Linked DNA regions of Mus musculus: all the other regions are linked to region 5. A link is a contact called in public HiChIP or PLAC-seq, Micro-C and promoter capture Hi-C data. All regions are on one chromosome and are shown on one strand. Each heading gives the region's core, a stretch centred on a gene start, on an enhancer-like site or on the middle of the called end of the contact. The rest is flanking DNA. Distances are from core to core; before and after follow the strand shown. Region 1 overlaps Cd83 (CD83 antigen). Region 2 holds the start of Ranbp9 (RAN binding protein 9). Region 3 holds the start of Cd83 (CD83 antigen). Region 4 has its middle 20 kb from the start of Cd83. Region 5 holds the start of Rnf182 (ring finger protein 182). Region 6 holds the start of Sirt5 (sirtuin 5).

What was found. Promoter capture Hi-C pulls out the DNA fragments that hold promoters and counts their contacts. Hi-C and Micro-C count contacts between places; a contact is called where the count stands out from the background. HiChIP or PLAC-seq counts read pairs in DNA pulled down with a chosen protein or histone mark.
Region 1: a contact with region 5 is called in an H3K4me3 HiChIP or PLAC-seq map of bone marrow-derived macrophages, with 3 times the contacts expected there. The contact joins the enhancer-like site here to the promoter of Rnf182 in region 5. A contact is called at or near these places in 2 of 39 promoter capture datasets (3T3-L1-derived adipocytes and pre-B cells), 1 of 15 datasets of contacts at CTCF or cohesin (CD8 T cells), 3 of 484 Hi-C or Micro-C datasets (bone marrow-derived macrophages and embryonic stem cells), 2 of 115 datasets of contacts at active chromatin or transcription factors (bone marrow-derived macrophages and stem cell-derived neural progenitor cells) and 2 of 9 other capture datasets (adipose tissue and macrophages).
Region 2: an H3K4me3 HiChIP or PLAC-seq map of embryonic stem cells shows a contact between it and region 5, with 15 read pairs. The contact joins the promoter of Ranbp9 here to the promoter of Rnf182 in region 5. A contact is called at or near these places in 2 of 39 promoter capture datasets (frontonasal cranial neural crest and maxillary cranial neural crest), 1 of 484 Hi-C or Micro-C datasets (embryonic stem cells), 2 of 115 datasets of contacts at active chromatin or transcription factors (embryonic stem cells and pancreatic cancer cells) and 1 of 9 other capture datasets (adipose tissue).
Region 3: a contact with region 5 is called in a promoter capture Hi-C map of embryonic stem cells, with 2.7 times the contacts expected there. The contact joins the promoter of Cd83 here to the promoter of Rnf182 in region 5. A contact is called at or near these places in 2 of 39 promoter capture datasets (both in embryonic stem cells), 1 of 484 Hi-C or Micro-C datasets (embryonic stem cells), 5 of 115 datasets of contacts at active chromatin or transcription factors (CD8 T cells, craniofacial prominence, embryonic stem cells and 2 more) and 2 of 9 other capture datasets (adipose tissue and pancreatic islet).
Region 4: a promoter capture Hi-C map of hematopoietic stem and progenitor cells shows a contact between it and region 5, with 2.2 times the contacts expected there. The contact joins the enhancer-like site here to the promoter of Rnf182 in region 5. A contact is called at or near these places in 1 of 39 promoter capture datasets (hematopoietic stem and progenitor cells), 5 of 115 datasets of contacts at active chromatin or transcription factors (CD8 T cells, embryonic forebrain, memory CD8 T cells and 2 more) and 1 of 9 other capture datasets (adipose tissue).
Region 6: a contact with region 5 is called in a Micro-C map of embryonic stem cells, with 4 times the contacts expected there. The contact joins the promoter of Sirt5 here to the promoter of Rnf182 in region 5. A contact is called at or near these places in 1 of 484 Hi-C or Micro-C datasets (embryonic stem cells) and 1 of 9 other capture datasets (liver).

The regions. Positions count from the first base shown.
Region 1 is chr13:43,801,256-43,804,319 of GRCm38.p6, forward strand. Cd83 (CD83 antigen) reads left to right here. Exons shown (of 5, transcript NM_009856.3): 5 at 302-1,878. The coding sequence ends at 430. Among named protein-coding and RNA genes, the nearest start is that of Cd83, 18 kb to the left of the region's middle. Within about 2 kb of position 1,671, at least 7 of the 459 cell types and tissues checked have an H3K27ac peak or open chromatin away from gene starts, as enhancers often do. A contact at or near this core is called in bone marrow-derived macrophages, where this site is marked.
Region 2 is chr13:43,479,310-43,482,495 of GRCm38.p6, forward strand. Ranbp9 (RAN binding protein 9) reads right to left here and starts at 1,664. Exons shown (of 14, transcript NM_019930.2): 1 at 1,103-1,664. The coding sequence starts at 1,619.
Region 3 is chr13:43,783,316-43,786,390 of GRCm38.p6, forward strand. Cd83 (CD83 antigen) reads left to right here and starts at 1,797. Exons shown (of 5, transcript NM_009856.3): 1 at 1,797-1,935; 2 at 2,031-2,152. The coding sequence starts at 1,899.
Region 4 is chr13:43,763,637-43,766,779 of GRCm38.p6, forward strand. No RefSeq gene overlaps it. Among named protein-coding and RNA genes, the nearest start is that of Cd83, 20 kb to the right of the region's middle. Within about 2 kb of position 1,790, at least 107 of the 459 cell types and tissues checked have an H3K27ac peak or open chromatin away from gene starts, as enhancers often do. A contact at or near this core is called in CD8 T cells and hematopoietic stem and progenitor cells, where this site is marked.
Region 5 is chr13:43,614,269-43,617,158 of GRCm38.p6, forward strand. Rnf182 (ring finger protein 182) reads left to right here and starts at 1,529. Exons shown (of 2, transcript NM_183204.4): 1 at 1,529-1,799.
Region 6 is chr13:43,363,956-43,367,186 of GRCm38.p6, forward strand. It overlaps Sirt5 (sirtuin 5), which reads left to right and starts at 1,580. Exons shown (of 9, transcript NM_178848.3): 1 at 1,580-1,589.

The DNA of each region.
Region 1 (3,064 bases), core at 421-2,920, 190 kb after region 5:
ATTTAAGAAGGCTGTGTCAGTTTCTTGTTGGCAGATGTCTCCTTCCATAGGCACTGACTTTCCACACTGTTCTGTGACAGTAGGAGATACAGATCACTGAAGTCTGGAATCAGTGAGTGTCCTGATGAGATTTGGAAATATCAGGGAGGTGGCACATATAGCTTATAAAGAATGAGGGGTGGTGAGTATAGCAAGAACTTCCACAGTGAAGTGTCCAGCCAGCTCTCAGGGGGAGAGATGACAACCGCCAAGTTTTCCCAATGACTAGTTTCTCAACATCTTTTCTTTTCCCTTTTTACAGAAATTTGCACGACTACAAAGCATTTTCCCAGATATTTCTAAACCTGGTACGGAACAAGCTTTTCTTCCAGTCACCTCCCCAAGCAAACATTTGGGGCCAGTGACCCTTCCTAAGACAGAAACGGTATGAGTAGGATCTCCACTGGTTTTTACAAAGCCAAGGGCACATCAGATCAGTGTGCCTGAATGCCACCCGGACAAGAGAAGAATGAGCTCCATCCTCAGATGGCAACCTTTCTTTGAAGTCCTTCACCTGACAGTGGGCTCCACACTACTCCCTGACACAGGGTCTTGAGCACCATCATATGATCACGAAGCATGGAGTATCACCGCTTCTCTGTGGCTGTCAGCTTAATGTTTCATGTGGCTATCTGGTCAACCTCGTGAGTGCTTTTCAGTCATCTACAAGCTATGGTGAGATGCAGGTGAAGCAGGGTCATGGGAAATTTGAACACTCTGAGCTGGCCCTGTGACAGACTCCTGAGGACAGCTGTCCTCTCCTACATCTGGGATACATCTCTTTGAATTTGTCCTGTTTCGTTGCACCAGCCCAGATGTCTCACATCTGGCGGAAATTGACAGGCCAAGCTGTGAGCCAGTGGGAAATATTTAGCAAATAATTTCCCAGTGCGAAGGTCCTGCTATTAGTAAGGAGTATTATGTGTACATAGAAATGAGAGGTCAGTGAACTATTCCCCAGCAGGGCCTTTTCATCTGGAAAAGACATCCACAAAAGCAGCAATACAGAGGGATGCCACATTTATTTTTTTAATCTTCATGTACTTGTCAAAGAAGAATTTTTCATGTTTTTTCAAAGAAGTGTGTTTCTTTCCTTTTTTAAAATATGAAGGTCTAGTTACATAGCATTGCTAGCTGACAAGCAGCCTGAGAGAAGATGGAGAATGTTCCTCAAAATAGGGACAGCAAGCTAGAAGCACTGTACAGTGCCCTGCTGGGAAGGGCAGACAATGGACTGAGAAACCAGAAGTCTGGCCACAAGATTGTCTGTATGATTCTGGACGAGTCACTTGTGGTTTTCACTCTCTGGTTAGTAAACCAGATAGTTTAGTCTGGGTTGAATACAATGGATGTGAAGTTGCTTGGGGAAAGCTGAATGTAGTGAATACATTGGCAACTCTACTGGGCTGTTACCTTGTTGATATCCTAGAGTTCTGGAGCTGAGCGAATGCCTGTCATATCTCAGCTTGCCCATCAATCCAAACACAGGAGGCTACAAAAAGGACATGAGCATGGTCTTCTGTGTGAACTCCTCCTGAGAAACGTGGAGACTGGCTCAGCGCTTTGCGCTTGAAGGACTAATCACAAGTTCTTGAAGATATGGACCTAGGGGAGCTATTGCGCCACGACAGGAGGAAGTTCTCAGATGTTGCATTGATGTAACATTGTTGCATTTCTTTAATGAGCTGGGCTCCTTCCTCATTTGCTTCCCAAAGAGATTTTGTCCCACTAATGGTGTGCCCATCACCCACACTATGAAAGTAAAAGGGATGCTGAGCAGATACAGCGTGCTTACCTCTCAGCCATGACTTTCATGCTATTAAAAGAATGCATGTGAAGAGGTGTGTTCTTCTTTTCTATCTTTAAAATGATCCCGACTTTAGAGTGAGTGTTTGGGTGCTGAGTGGAGAGTAAGAATGCAGAAATGGTAGTGGTAAATGACTGGCTGCTTCCCCGAGTCTGTGGCTGGGACAGGACAGGGGGTGGGGGTGGGGAAGGGACACATGGCTGTCAGACTTCTGTGACATGGCACTCCTTTCCAGAGCTGCATCCCTACCAGGTGGTAACGGCCAGCTTGTCCACCTAGGTAATCACGGGGGAGTGGGGACGGGACCGAAAGGGAGGTTCTGCTTCCAAATGATATGTATAAAGTTGGGGCTCCTGACCTTGGGATTCATGGGGTTTTATTGGAGATTTTCAAATAGACCCCTAACCTCTAAGCTGTTATGAAAGATCTATACAAGTGTCTGTGGTGGCTATAAAAGACTCATGGGTGAGGTGCTCTTTGTGAAGATGAAATACACTAGTGCCTGTAAAAGCTGCAGAACTACTTTGAATGGATTCAACCCATTGTTAAATGCTCTACAAATGAATGCACCAGGGCAGCTTAGTCTTATTTTGAGGAATGCAGATGTCCGAAGTTGTGCCATGTCAGTCAGAAGATTTAGAGTAAGAACAGTTATTGGTTTAATAGATACATTCAGAAGACTGAGAGAGTCCACAGAACGGCTAAGTGTCTGGCAATGTTCAGAGGACAGGAGACCAAGAAAGAAGGTAATGGGAACAGAAGCAATGCCAGGGTTCACACAACTTCTGGCAAGCTTGTTTCCTTAAAAGGAATAAGTTGACTCTGTGGGTGTTGCATGTTGCCTTTGGAGAATGCACAGTGAAACCTACTCTCCATAGGCATGAGAGCTATACTGTGAGAGAGACCAGGCAGAGGGGGTGCTCCTGTCATTTTAGATAGACTTTACTAGATACATTATTGACACTTAATAGCAGGTTGACTCCATGTTTCAAGTTTACTATTTAGTGTTTGCAAATGTGTCTGTGTCTGTCTGTCTGTCTGTCTGTCTCTCTCTCTCTCTCTGTGTGTGCATGTGTATGAGAGAAAGACAGAGACAGACAGACAGACACAGAGACAGAGAGACAGAGAGAGATTAAGGAGAATTTATTGGCTTCTAGTGCCCCAATTGCATCCTATCTACTATTTCAAAGGACCATGGGCTGAATTTATTGTCTTCAC
Region 2 (3,186 bases), core at 414-2,913, 130 kb before region 5:
AGGAATGTTCAACAAGGCCCATCTTTGTGTAGATTCTTTACAGCCAAAGCATTCAGCAGATTTCTGTTGCCATAAGCGTTTCTAATTAAATAGTAGCCGATTTGTCAAGAGTCTTCGCAAACCCTGTTCTGAATTCTTTCAGAATCTTACAGCAAGGTTGTTTATATCCTCACTAGGAGCCAAAGACCCTTCCTTTAGAGCCAATCAAAATGAGCCTGCTTAGAATGTAAAATCCTCTGCTTTAGATTTAGGGCCTAAAACACCGACTGTGTTCAAACTGATACCACTGCATTTTTTTCTTTGCCCCTTCCACACAGCTAAACTTGACGTATGCCATTAATCTGAGCTACATTTCAAAAACCCCTTACTGGCATTTATAATCTTCTATACAACCAGTTTGCTTAAAGCTTTGTTTTAACCTAGGAAAAAGTGGGGATGGGAGAAAGCAGCAGCCTAAGGTGGTTAACTTTGTTAACTGCAGGTGCAAAATATAAGCCAGTTTTGGTTTTTTTTTTTTTGTTTTTTGTTTTTGAAAATGCTAATCGGTATGTTTTAAAACCCTTGTTTTCAACAAAACTTCATGTAACACCAACCCGGAAACACGGGGCATTTCCAATCCGGAGGGGGGGGGGGTCTGCTCCCCGAAGAAAACAGGGAATCCTGAGGTTCCTCTCCCAGTTGCTTTCAGTAAGGTGCAATGATGGCCAACTTGGGCCCCTTGTCCTTTTGTCCCCCTAGACAATCTCTGGCCTAATTTGGGACAAATCCTCCACTGATCACGCCTCCCTCCCCCTCCTGTGGATCTCTGTTCTCCCTTAATTAGAAACTGTACCTCGGAATCGTGCCTCTCACCCCTGCTGCGTAAGAGGAGATGGCCTGACCCTCCACCTGGAGAACAATGTAACCCAACTCCGGCCCATAGATTTATCTCCAGGAAATCAGAAGGTGCGATGTGTCTGGTCATCCCGGATTCCCTCAAAGCGTCCAGCTCCGGGCCTAGGGATCCCAGCTCCTTCCCACCTGGGACCCCACTCTCACCTTCCCTCGCCCAGAGCCTCGCCCCGCACCGTCCGATCTCTCCGCCGGACCCCGCGCCCCGTACCTTTGTAGTGCACCCGCAGGTTGTTCTGCGAGAGGCCGATGTAGCTGAACTTGTCCTTCGGGCTCCAGGACCGGGGCAGCGGCGTCTCCTGCTCATCCACAGCCGGGTAGAGGCGCTTCAGCCGCCTCTGCAGCTCCTTCTCCTGCTCGTTGAGGGCCGAGTCGCCGTGCGGGAAAGGGGCAGCGGCGCTGCTGCCCGCCGCCAGGCCCGGGACCGGGACGCCTGCGGCCGGGCCGGGGCCCACCGCCAGGCCGGGCGGCGCGGTGGCGGGGGCGGCCGCCGAGGCGGGGGGCGGCGGCGCGGCGGTGGCCGGGGGAGGCGGCGGCGGCGGCGGCGGGTGGAGCAGCAGGGCGGCCGCTGCGGCCCCCAAGCCTCCACCGGGCGAGCCGGCCGGGGAGGAGCCGGCGCTGGCGGCCGCGGCCGCGGGCAGGGCGACTCCGGAGCCCGGGGCCCCGGCGGCGGGCGGCGGCGGCGGCGGCTGCTGTTGCGGCGGCGGTGGCGGCGGCTGCCCGGACATCCCGGCCGCGACTCAGCCTGCGGCACCTCCACTCGTCCCTGCTTCCTCCTGCGCTTCCCGGGGGCGCTGTCGCTGCGGCCGCCGGCACCAGGCGCCCAGAGTCCGCCCGCCCCGGAAGCAGGCGGCGGGCCGCGCGGCCCGGCGGAGCGCGGCGGTTGAGGAGACCGACCGCGGGCGGGCGCGAGGGAGCGTTGGCCAGGCGCTGGCGGGCACGCGACCGGGAGCGATGCGGTGGGACAGCGAGGGGAGCGGGCGGAAGGGCGCGCGGCCCTGGGCGACGCGGTGAAGCGGGGAAGAGAGACTGCGAGGAGGTGCGAGCGGCCGCGGCGGCCGCTGCTCTCGCGGCTGTTTCCCGGCGGGCGAGCGAGCGGGCGGGCGGCGCGAGACGCTGCGCGCGGGCGGCGCCAGGCGAGGAGGCGGGCCGCGGCGCGAGGGGCGGGCCTGGTGCGCGCGCGGACGGCCTTCTCCGCGGCCTGGGGCTCGCCGGCGCGGGCGAGGACGCGGGCGCGGGTTCGGCCGCGGGCCTCCGGTGGCTGCGGGATCCTAGCTGCGCCGACCGGCGGCCTCGTCGCGTCTCGACGGGCCGTCCCCCTCAGCCGCCGGGAGGCCGCAGCGCGCCCAGGCGAGAGCAATCGAGCCCTGCTGCGCCGCCGGGAGCTGAGCCCGGGGTTTCTAACGCCTTACCGCCTAGCTAGCGGGTCAATAAAGGGCCCTTGGAAACCATTTCTGAAGGCGAAGTCTCCCGCTTCATGAGTGACCCTCTCGTTAATTAATTAATTTATGAGGAGTCCGAGTGAACTTAATGGGGGAGAAACAGCCACGTTAGGAATACCAATCAAGACGGGCAGATCGTCAAAGGGCAGGAATGCGAACTGTGTGAGCGTTTAGGAAGGGCTTCTGGAGACAGACGTCAAAACATTTTATAAGCTCATTAATTCTCATCATAGGCCTCTTTGTTAGGTAGCAGAGAATTATGCCCATTTTTTTTTAAACATGGAAATATTTACTGAGGTCAGCAGAGTTTTAAAAAAGGAGACTTCCTACTTTGCAATTCTCAGTAGAGTGCTTGGTCAACCCGTGTGGCACAATTTGCCAAGTGTTGCTCTCTGACCCCCACATAGCATTACTAGTCTGTTTTCGGCACTTCCCTTTGTTTAACCTACCCTTTCCTTAGCCCGGCAAAAATCAGGCTTCACTCCCATAATCTACATGGTACAGATTCCGATGCTGTGTTAGCTTCCGGAGATGATATGCTGGCTCTGATTGGACCGTATAAGCATGGAATGGTTGGTTAATAGAGAACTAGTTATTTTGTTTTTGAAGCGAATGGGTCAATGGTGACTTAATCGAAGACTCCCATGGACATAGCGCCTAGCCAGTTGTAGCAGTCCTTCTGCCTAATTTCCATCTTAAATTACCCACACTAGACACTCCATTGTTCATTAGTAATAAAATGCCCCATAACTCTAACCTCGGCTCTACATTTTTTTTAACAAATCACAGCATGTTTACATGACGCCACTGAATTTAAAAAACACTAAAACTTTCGTTTATACTAAAATAAAAG
Region 3 (3,075 bases), core at 547-3,046, 170 kb after region 5:
TAATAAGGCACCTGGCAGCCTGCGATCCTTCCCCACAGGACTGTGCACAGCTCCCCTACTTCCAAACAACCTGTGGGTAGCCTAGGACCCCACATCAAGCTTCAGAGCTTTGCAGTAAGTTTATCTCCCCTTAACGTCCATCAAACTTAGACTTTGTTCAGTCATGCGCTACTTCTATCTAATAGGAGAGTGGGATGGCTGATCCTGCCTGAACTGGTTCAGGGCGCATGTCCAGTAAGACAAACTGTTCCTTTGAAGTAAACTTTGGGGGAGAATCACCTTTTCCCTACCTTATACCTGTGTATAAGTGGGCATTCCTATAGCTTCCTTCAGAAATGGGACCCCTGATAGGTTGCCATGCTACAATGCACAGACCTACCCTCACATGCAATGGGCAGGACCAATTGGATTTGCTAGGATATGTGTGTGTGTGTATATATAATGTATATATGATGTATAAATGTATATATGATAAATATGTACATGTGATGTATATGTATATATGTACATGTATACGTGCATATGATGTATATATGATGTATAATGATTATATGATGTATATATGTATATTTGCATATGCATATGTGTATATATATGTATATATGTAATATATATGAGAGATTGAGAGAGAACATGAACTTGGGAGGGAGATGGAGGGAGGGATCTGGGAGGAGTTGGAGTTGGGGAGGTGGGGGGTGGACTTGGTAAAAACAAAATGCCTTCATATCTGAAGGAAAAAATAATAAAGTAAAAAAGCCATCCAAGTGCCCAACACTACCTAATGGGCTCTAATTTGTGGCCCAATGGAATATGGCACAGCCACCAAGCAGTTGCTGAAACTATTTTTAGTATTGTGAAACTGCTCGTAAACTGTTAAACTAAGCTAACACAGGATGAAAAAGATAATGGGAAGGGAACAGTATTAGAATGCTGTATAAGGGTACAGACATAGAATAGTCAGTACACCAAAATGTTAAGTGGGGTTGCTTCTGGGAATTAGAGGTGATTTGATCTATTTAAAAGAAAAATCTAATTTGAGATGGCCATACACTTCTGGATGTGGGCGTCCACTGGAGAATGATTGACCTGTGGGGGGAGGGTGGTCTCCCTCCTCCATAGCCGCCAACTATCCATAGCTCCCCAGTTAGGGGTGGGCAATTGTGAATCCCTTCCCCCAGTATGCTGAAAGGTTGCCTGCCTTGAGCATGTGAAAATCATCACTGCTCCTGTGACTTCAGAGTCATGTCCAGCAGACACCGTTCTCCTTCCAGATCTCTGGCACTTAAAATCTTTCTGTCCTGTCTTCCCCCTGGTCCCTGAGCCTTGGGGAGCAGATGCAAAGCAGATGGACTCAAGATTCTTTTAGACATTGTTTTCTAAAAGACTTATGAGCATGTGTGTAATTAATGCTTTAGTATAAAAAGATCTCCCTTGCTCAAACAACGTAAACAAGGCCGAGCGATAACCCGAAAGAAGGCAGCAAGCCAAGGACTGCAGGCGTTTGCCACTTCTCAGGAAGCCTAGGGTGTCTGTCCCTATCACAAAATCTGGAGAGTAGCAGGTCGCCACAGCCCTGGGTTTCAGAGGAAGCTGCCCACCCTATCTGAATCTGCATGACCCACTCGATGGGTTTGAGGGTCATCTAGCTGGGGTGGCGCGTGCCATCGCGGCTTCCGAAGCCTCAGGGCGCGGGGCGGTTCCGCGGAGCTGCTTGTTGCCGCTGGCCAGCCGCAGCAGCAACGCGGACTTGGGGACGCGCGCGGGGCGGGGACCAGGCTACCCGCCTCCTCCGACTGGGGAGTCCCCGGGGCCGGCGCGCGGGGAAGTCCCAAGCGCGGGTACAAGAGCACGGCGCGCGCCCAGGGGGCCGGCCCGGACAGTGTCGCAGCGCTCCAGCCATGTCGCAAGGCCTCCAGCTCCTGTTTCTAGGCTGCGGTACGGCCCCCAAGCCCGATCGCTCGGTGCTACCCGCGACCCCGCCTCGGTGGCCTTGCTTACGCCGCTCTGTTTCTCCCCCCTCTCTCTTGTAGCCTGCAGCCTGGCACCCGCGATGGCGATGCGGGAGGTGACGGTGGCTTGCTCCGAGACCGCCGACTTGCCTTGCACAGCGCCCTGGGACCCGCAGCTCTCCTATGCAGTGTCCTGGGCCAAGGTAAGCTCCACTGGGGTTTGCGCGGTCCCTTGCAGGGACAGTGGAAACAGGCACGTGAGAGACCGGGTCTCCAGGGGCCCTGGATTGGGCACTCCAACCATTCTGATACCCCATTTTCTCCCACCTCCCTTCATCCGCATCCATGGCCCACGCTCCCTTATGTTAGGATACAGATCATGATCAAAAGCGGCTTGGCGTGAATGATCCCACCAGAGGTTTCCAAGGGATTGGATCCATGTTACAGGGCACCTGTGGGTGCAGCCAGAGAGCTGCAGTGAAAGCAACATGGGCCTAGATTTGGGCATGGGACCGGGAGCATGTCCCTAGACTCCTGATTTCTTGTGCCTTGTGACCATGGCACCATCTCAAAGAGGGTCTCAGGTGGCTTAGGCTGGCCACAAGAGGTAGTTAGGAGCGATCATCTCTTTTCAGCTAAGGCTCGCTATTGGCTCGTCTGCCACCTTGCTTCTTCATGGAAGCCTCTGAGGGGTCGGGTCTGGCCAAGAATGAAGATTTCCTTAGAAATGTGCTGGAGCCCGAGGCCCAAACAGGAGAGACCGCATCTCTGCTTCTGTGGTGGGAAATTGAGTTGCACGCAGCAAGACATTTGAAAGGTTTCCTTTCAGTGAGAGCCCTCAGACTCCAACATTGTAATTCCTCTGGTATTTTAAAGCCCAGCTGCTGTAATTTAATAGAGCCGGCCTTTGCACCTCGGCTTTCAGCGAGGTTCCTTTGCACCTCGGCTTTCAGCGAGGTTCTGAGAGAGGCCACCTCCATCTGAAGGCAACATGAATTAAATCCCCCCCGGGGGTGGCTCTGAGGAGGAAGCCTCTGTATGCTCTCAGTTTTCAAGAAACACGGGACTGCCTTCTTCCCACAAAGAATGATGTTATGAGAAGTTTAAACGTGCGAGGCAGAATGGG
Region 4 (3,143 bases), core at 540-3,039, 150 kb after region 5:
GTAGACCAGGCTGGCCTTGAACTCAGAAAGCCACCTGCCCCTGCCTCCTGAGTGCTGGGATTAAAGGCGTGCGCCACCACCGCCCGGCTGTGTTTAACTTTTACATGGCCTCTGGAGATGCAATCCCAGACCATCAGGTTTATAAGGCAAATGGCCCCTGAAATTTGCCTTTCTAGTGCGTATGCCACAGACAATTAATGCATCTTACACGCCCCGCATGCGTGATCTTGTGCGGGACACAGTGACCATACATCCAGCTAAACAAGGGAAGACCCTGATGGAGGTAGTGGAACACTATCTGTAATTCTTGCTCCTTCTGAACTGGCGAGGTCCTTGCTCTCAATGAGTTTGTAGTCTTGTTGGTAAGCTTTTGAATATGTGAGCATTTAGTAAATCAAGCATAGTCTGTGAAGGAATTATATTAAACACGAGCAGGTGCTGACATATGGGACACAGCAAGAGAAGGGCCGAGTTATAAAGGGGCTGAGGTGAGGAAGCAAGTTTTCATGTCAGGACTTTACCTCCTGGAGTGCAAGGCCTGCTATGTGTCTGGCCACTGCCTGCACTTCATTTTGGCCATTTAACTCATCGTCTATTCCTCCAATAATGTCGAATAACAACACATCTCCTCAATCCCAGTGGCTTGCATCACAAACGTTTATTTTTTATTTTTTTCTTCGTATGGCTGAGGATTGGCTGGGATTCAGCTGATCTTGGCTCTGTTCCTCTGGGCCTGGCTCCCAGCTACAAGCCTACTCTGGGCTGGCTTCCTAGAGTTCCTGCAGGGACTGGCACTGCCTGAGGCACGTCTTCTCATGGTGAGGGCAGAGACACAAGAGGCTAAGTCTCACCATGGAAGCACACTAAAAACTTCTGTTGTATCACTTTCACATCTGTCTTTCAAAGTGAGTTCTAAGGCCAAGCCAAACATCAGGGAGACGGGAAAACACCCACCACAGATTCCTTGAGAGCTACTGAAAAATCCCACGATGAGAACCATGGATGGATCATCCTGAAGCAAGGAGGACTAAAGGATTGGAAATAATCCACGCAGACATGGTTATGGGATTGATAGTGTGGGTGGCAGACATGGGCTGTGCATGTAGTCTAATTGATAGAATGCTTGCCGAATCGTGCACAAAGCCCTGAGTTTGTTATCCAGCATCAAGTTAATTGGGTGTGGTAGTGCACATCTGTGATGTTAGCACTGGGCAGGTAGAGGCAGGAAGAGAAGAGGGTTAAGGGTACTTTCATCTACATAGCAAATTGTGGACTAGTTCTGTATGTTTGAAACCCTGTCTGTGACGGTGATGATGATGGTGGTAGTAGTGATAATGATGATGATGATGGTAGTAATGATGATGATGATGATGCAGTATAGATAAAAAAGATGAGCCCAGGTAGGAAAATGCAGGTGTGGGCTGATGTATTTTTTCTGTTGGGCTGAAGTGAAAAGATTAGCAATCATGTGATGCTCTCCCAGAGTTACAGAGTAGTTGGCGTGTACAATGGCAATGCAGATAGACTGGTGTTAAGTGAGACCTCATATTGGAAGAAAGTTCTATTGGAGGACAAAGATTTGGCCAACAACCAGGTAAGGAGAGAGTACACACACGTAGTGAGTGAGACCCGAAAGGTCAGAGTAGGCTCCCAACCCTCTGGGGTGCCTGGTCAAGAGGAACACCCTAAGTCTTTCTCACTTCTATGTTTCTATGATGTCAGGGCTACTTCCTTCCCCAAAATCCCCTCAGCGGCTAAGCATCACAGTGGCGCATGTGACGACCCGTGACGGCCTCTGAAAGTTCTTCTTTTGGTCCCTTCGGCAGGTGGCTGACGAGTGGAGAGCCTGGAGCCCAGCCTGCTTTGGGGTTGTCATCACTAAGACCAGCTGTAGAAGCCTGGCCAGCAGTACCCAGCGGCCTGCCTGGGCTGCAGAGTGCTGTGTTGTGAAATACCAGATACCTCGTTCATCTGGAGGGGACTCCAACAAAGGTCTGCACCTACTGGTGCTTAGCTCCGTGGTAGAACACTTGACTGTTAGAAAAGAAGTCTCTGAGTTGCAACAGCAGCACTAAGGCCCAGGCCAGGGGTGGGGGTGGGGCAGGCCTTTGATCATAACACTGGAAACACAGTGGTAGGCGGAGCTTGGTGGGTTTCAGGCCAGCCTGGTCTACATAGTTAATTCCAAGACAGGTGGAGCTTCAGACATTGTGAGACCCCGTCCCCAAAATAAGCAAATGCTGTTACCACCCAGATCACATTGTCTTCAGAGGCTACCTGGGTAGGAGTAGGGTCTCACCTAATCCCATTGTCTTCCACATACAGTGGGAAGAATACCAGCTAATTTACCATACAAAAAAGCTGAATTTAAAACACAAGCAAACATGTAAACCAGGTGTGGTGGCTCAATCCTATAAGCCCAGCCCTTAGGAGGCTGAGGCAGGAAAATCCGTGTGTTAGAAGCCAGCCTTGGCTGCATAGTAAGACCTTGTTTCAAAAAAAAAAAACCAAAACAAACAACAACAACAAACAAACAAAAACCAAAACCTCCTACCAACTCAACCACAACTCTTTCAGTCTCTAGCAGGTAGCATTTGTAAGTGCTAGTTCAAGGAGAACAAATATCTCACACGTCTAAGTATTCCAGTATATTTACTTGTGTGTGTGTTTGTGTGTGTGTGTGTGTGTGTGTGTGTGTGTGTGTGTGTGTATGTGTGGTGTCTGGTGTATGTGTGTGATATGTGGTGTGTGTTTGTGTGTGTGTGGTGTATGGTGTATGTGTATGGTATGTGGTATGTGTGTAGGTTTGTGTATGTGGTATGTGTACATGCCCGTGTGTGTGGTGTGTATATGTGGTGTCTGATGTATGTGTGTGGTACATGGTGTGTGTGTGTGTGTGTTTGTGTATATGGGGGGTGTACATGCCTGTGTATGTAGATGTGTGCATGTGTGTGTGTGTGTGTGTGTGTGTATACTCGTGTCTTTGTGTACACATGTGTGTATGTGCATATGTGTGTTGTATGTATGTGTATATGTGTGGTGTGTGTGTTTGTGTGTGTGTGTGTGTACACAAGTATGTGGAGGCCATGGGTCAACCTTGATGTCACTTTCTGAGGAGTGATTCAGCTTGGTTTTTGAGAGGG
Region 5 (2,890 bases), core at 279-2,778:
GCACTCTTGCATAGCTCTCATTATCTATTCATGGGTTTCTGTGTAACATTTCTTAGATTCAGATAGCTGGGAGAAACATACATGCACTTTGAGTTTTGATACATATCTTCAAATGACTTAATGGCGTGACAGAAAGATTTCGTTCTCTTGACTTCATCTGGAAGCACTGATCTTTTATTTATTTATTTATTTATTTATTTATTTATTTATTTATTTATTTGGTTTTTCCAGACAGAGTTTCTCTGTATAGCCCTGGCTGTCCTGGAACTCACTCTGTAGACCAGGCTGGCCTGGAACTCAGAAATCTGCCTGCCTCTGCCTCCAAAGTACTGGGATTAAAGGCGTGCACCCCCCCTCCCCCACCTACTGATCTTTTTATTTAAAAAAAAAAAAGTAGGCAACCTTCCTTAGGAGTGAAATGCTTTCATTTTAGTACATAAAATGGACCTTCTATTTTTATAAGTTAATACATGGAGCCTCCTCTATCGGTAACGTCTTTGTTTGTTTGTTTGTTTTGTTTTTCAGTAATGCTGTTGTTTCGGTGTGTCCTTCTCAGACAGCTTGAAAGCCCAGAAAACAATAGCTCTCCAGGGGGTTAGTTAGCATGTTAATGGGACTTCTTTGGTGATTCACAAATGCCAGGACAGTCCATGGCCTGCTCTTGAGGTCCAAAGGAAGACACTGTAGAATTTGGATTTAGTCACTGAACTTTCAAGAAAACATAGTATAGAGGAGTGACTCACCCAGGGGAGCTGCCCTCTAGCTCTGTCCTTTAAAAAAAAAAGCATGACCCAAGGCCTGCTGGTACTTTTCCCTCTTTCTCCAAAAATTTCCTCAGGAGAGGCTATCTAGACTCCCAAGGGAGCCTAGTTGCTTTCCTAAGGGTCAAGGTCGGCAGTATGCAGCTAGACGGTGGCTCTGTCACTTGGTGCCCATGGTGGATGCTTAGCAGTTGTAATCCGTCCCTAAGCAGTGTGGCAGTGTTTCACATTCACACTGAAGCCTGTGTGTAAAAGTTGCGGTTTAACATCTCGTATTTATCATCAGAAGTCAAGGCTCCCTTTCCCTCCCACGGGAGCCCCTGGCAAGGCAGGTGCTTGGCTTGATTGTGGGAGACCAGAAATGCAGCAGAGGCAAAGGTTGCGGTTGGTTGGTGGTGATTGTGGTGGTGGTGGTGGTGGTGGTGTCTGATGCAGCAGCCGCAACAGGAGCACGGAGTACCAGTTGCTCAAAGTGATAGTTTATCACTTTGTACTGTCCTTTCTTCTCCCTTAAGTGAATTTCCGTTTCGAGGGCAGAGCTTCATAAAAGAAAGATGTGGTGGTGACGGGGACCTTAGAGCTTTGGAATGTCCAGAGTAAGAAAGCAAAGCAGAGCCTGCACTGCAATAAGATTTGGCTCTGGGCTTAGGGCTCTCTGGAGCCTTCCTGTCTCTGGCAAGGGACTCTGAGACTCGGGAGTGTCTACACTGGCAGTGGCTCCGGGTGTTTGGGGGTGGGGTCCTTGTCTCCTCCACACTACCCAACTGCTGAGAAGAAGGGCGTGGGTCTCAGGGCTGGCGGGGTCCCGGACCGTGGTGCCTTAGGGGTTCAGGCTCTCGGCCGGCCCCGGCAGTGGCGGTTGCCATGGTGACGTAGGGTCGGCTGTGCGCCGTAGAGACAAAGCGGCCCGCCCGCCCGCGGCTCCCGAGCTCCTCCTCCGCCGCGCCTCCCTCAATCCCTGGCGCCGCCGCCGGAGTGGCTCTCGATCCTCCCATCGATCCTCCAGTCCGTCCTCCCACGGCCCCCGCCGCTGGTCAGGTAAGGCGCGCGCCAGTCCGCGCGGCCCAGGAAGGGTCCCCCGAGCGCGGGGTCCAGCCGCTGCGGGGTGTGCACCGGATGCCCTGCGGGGCTACCCTGATGCCACCCACCGTCACGGCCTCCCGGAGCCCCGGGAGCCCAGCACCCGTAGCAAACTTCGGGCCGCGCTCCGGGCGCAGAGCCCTCGACACCGCCTGATCTGTCCCGACCAAGTTGAGGGGCGGGCCGAGCCATACCCACCTGCCAGGTGTCTCTTTTTCCTTCCACCTCTCTCCTTCGCCTTTAGGAGGAAAAGAAGGAAACAAAATTACCCCAGGACTTTTGTGTTTCATGGTTAATTCCTTACAGAATAGGATAGGAGGTGCAAGGAGCAAATGAGAGGTTTCTTTCTTTCTTTTTCTTTCTTTCTTTCTTCTTCTTCTTTTTTAAATTTAACACAAATCTTTGAAAAGTCAGCTCCTTCTGACGCTTGTGGTCCACGCATTTAGAAGTGGTATCTGGAGTTCCTCTGGGTTTTGGATCTGAATCTGGAACTGCATGGTGGGAAAGAGTGCTCGGGCTCGTTTCTAGCCTTTCTAGAGCTGTTAGCTGGACCAGTACCTTGTTGGGGAGATACTTGGCACAGACATCGTTGCTATTGTTTTGGGAAGATATTGTGTTCACGCTCTAGGCAAGTGGAAAATGCCTTGTGTTTTTATGCAAGGGAGCCATCCAAAGCATCCTCGGAGGCAGGTGTCCAGGCAGTGTTTGCATCAGTGTTTATGTGTGCTGGCAAGGACTGAGATGCAGTTGCCAAGGGCATTGGGATACCTGATAGGAAACTGCTTAAGTTGTGGGTACCAGTCCCTTTCAGTGGCCACAAGCCAGCAGATCATTTCGTGATAGTTTGTTGCAGACACACACACACACACAAAATTTTTAAATGTGATAGTGAAGACTTTTTTGGGGGGGGAGAGCACTAGAAATGATATGTACTATTATGAGAGAAAGAAAACATGCTTTTCCGGGTTACAGGTGATCAGTTAAGGATATTATACATGTGCAGATGTTATTTTATTAATTGGGGACAGATGCTGTGTTGATAACTGGAA
Region 6 (3,231 bases), core at 330-2,829, 250 kb before region 5:
CGTTCTTTGCCGTAACTCCATCAATGAAGCAAAGATCAGCAAAGGCTGGAGACCAATGAAGCATTGCAAAGCTAGCTAAGCAAGCATCTCACCCCATTCTGTTGAGTCCTATTTATACTCTCTTCAAAGCTCTTGGTGTCCTTCCATGGATCTTGCCTCAGCAAGACACCATGTGAGTCTGCATCACATGACACTACCTGAAATTTCCACTTCAGACCATCTCTTGTGTGAGGTGAGGTTGGGAAAAGGTGGCCTTTCCAAGCCTAGAAGAAAGGTTAGAGTGGCCGGAGCATCAGAGCTGGGATGTGGGGGAAGTCTCCTGGACTTTGATGAAATACAGCGTCTCAAACAACAATATGAACTAACCAGTACCCCGGAGCTCTTGTCTCTAGGTGCATATGTATCAAAAGATGGCCTAGTCGGCCATCACTGGAAAGAGAGGCCCATTGGACTTGCGAACTTTATATGCCCCAGTACAGGGGAACGCCAGGGCCAAAAAGGGGGAGTGGGTGGGTAGGGGAGTGGGGGGGGTATGGGGGACTTTTGGGATAGCATTGGAAATGTAAATGAGGAAAATACCTAATTAAAAAAAAAAAGAAAGAAAGAAATGGCAGACCCCGTGGGTGATGGAGGGCTACATATGCAATAAGAAGCTGAATGTCTCTCCCTGTCCTCCACGTATTGATAGTAAAGAATTAACGTGTGTGGCAGTTATTGTCACAAGCATGAAAAGCAACTGAAGAGCTGGAGATGTAGCTCAGTGGTAGCGTGCTTGCATAACACGAGAAAGGTGCAGGGTTCAACATCTCCAACACCAAAAGAAGAGAAGAGGGGGAGGGGGAGGGGGAGGGGAGAGGAGAGGCGAGGAGAGATTTTTTGTTTGTTTGTTTGTTTTGTTTTTTGGTTTCTCTGTGTAGCCCTGGCTGTCCTGGAACTCAACTCACTTTGTAGACCAGGCTGGCCTCAAACTCAGAAATCCGCCTGCCTCTGCCTCCCTAGTCTAGTGCTGGGTTTAAAGGCGTGCGCCACCACGCCCAGCGACATTTGAGTTTTAACCTGGGAAAGATAAATGTGAACTGTTTGCTCCCAAATTCTCGGATTATTTCCCTTTCTGGTTCCCTGGCTCCATCACCAATTGAAGTATTAGAAAAGCCATGCTGATGAGCCTGACCAGAGAAGTCTGTCCCTAAAGCTAGTCGATCTTGCACCAGCAGTAGTGATCATAACCTCTAGGTTGTGTTGGAGCAGTTTGGGCTAGCCCGGAACCGACTCGCCAGGCCACAGATTTTCAGGGGAATCGACTCTGATTTTGCTAAGCTCTGTGCTGAAATTGCATCCCCCAGTGTGCTCAAGGAGGCCACAGAGCAGGCGGTAGGTAGTTCTTGACCTATTTGGGCAGTGGAATGAGCCTTGGAAGGTCACAAAGACACATGCAAGTCGCCTCTCCTTCCACTGACTCGTGGTCCCACCAATAGTATGTCGCGCTCCGGGTCTCCGGCAGGGGCCGCTGCAGCCAGGGCTTGGCACCAGGACGTGGAGCGCCCCGCCCCAGGCCTCTCCTGCTCCACGGTCCCCACCGCTTTTTGCAGGTGCGTGTCTGGCACTGGTGGGGGTCTGGGCTTTGTTTCGGCTCCGCGCGCCCCATCCCGCGCATGCGCGATGGGGTGCCGGTGGGGTCGGCGGCGACGCTGTGGTTGGCTGGATGGGCCAGGCGTAGGAGTGAAACCTAGGGGAGCAGCTGGGCCCGGGAAGGCAGTGACCGGAAGGAAGGGCACTTTGGCTAAGGTGACAGGGACGGGTTGTAGTGGTGGCGGTGGGAGTGCAGAAAGGGTAGGATCACGACACAACCTGAAGGTGGAGCCGGCAGGATGTGGTGATCGTGGCAGCAGAGAAAGGGGGAAAGGTCAAAGCGCAGCCACGAGCCGGGAGGATGGTGCCCCAAAGTTTTTGAGAGGGGGGCAGGGTTGGGGGTAGCGCACTTTTCAACTCTGGGAAGATGGGAGCTCAGGAGCGACAGCTGCAGAGGTGGGCCGAAAACCCTCCGAGGGTGGGGGCTGGAGGGTGGGCACGCACGTGTTGGGAAAGGTGATCAGCTGGGTTCCAGGCTGTACCCTTTAGGTTAGAAGGCAGGTAGCCCTGAGCAGGTATGAGCGGAGAGGGTTGGTGTCAAGGCCTGGGACTCTTGGGGTGCTGATCTCATTTGGGAGCTTTTGGTGTCCAAAAAGTCTTTATGGAAGGCCTGTGAACGTTTCTGCAGGACAGTTGCCATGCACTCTGCCCTGTGCCTACTCCTGCATTTCAGTTGGTAGTGTATATTGCTGGGCTGCAGTGGGGACTTTTGATAAATGCATGGATTATATATAAGAAGAGATAGCTAAGCTGATTAATGTGTCTGTCATCTCGAAATTTTTTAGTAAGAACCTTACGAGTTCACTCGTTTTAAAGTTTTGAAATGTGCATCACTTCATTATCAACTTTGGTTGCTGTGCCCTACAAAAGACCAGTCAAACTTGCCCTTGACAGACATCTCCATGCCCCCATCTTGTTCCCCACACCCAGCCTCTGGTGACCACCATTCTGTTCCTTTCTATGCTCCTCGTGTGAAATCGGTCCACCTGCCCTGCTCTGCTTAGCTTATTTCACTTAGGTTAGCAGGGTCATTTTTTTTTAAAGATTTATTTATTATATGTAAGTACACTGTAGCTGTCTTCAGACACGCCAGAAGAGGGAGTTCTCCTCACGAATGGTTGTGAGCCACCATGTGGTTGCTGAGATTTGAATCCAGGACCTTTGGAAGAGCAGTCGGTGCCCTTAACCGCTGAGCCATCTCCCCAGCCCGAGAACTTGTTCTAATATTGTATTGTGTGTGCACAGGCTACACTTGCCTTAGTCCTCTGTTGATTGCCACCTAGATTGTTTCCATGTGGGTAACACCAAAATTAACATCGAAGTGTAGATACCTCTCTCCTGCCCACATTGACCTTCAATCCCTTCATAACAAGCTCGGAGGGGCTTGCTAGAGTACGTGCTAATTCTGGTTTGAAGTTGTTGAGTGATCTCCATATTGATTACCAAAACCGCTATGCTAACTGACATTCGCAGTATCTCAGTTCCTTTTCATCCACATCCTTGTTAATGTTAGCTTTTGTCTTTTTGATAACTAGCCAATTCCAGCAGATTTGTGCTGATAGTTCATTGTGGCTTCATTCCATGGTCCCAGTGTCTTCCTTT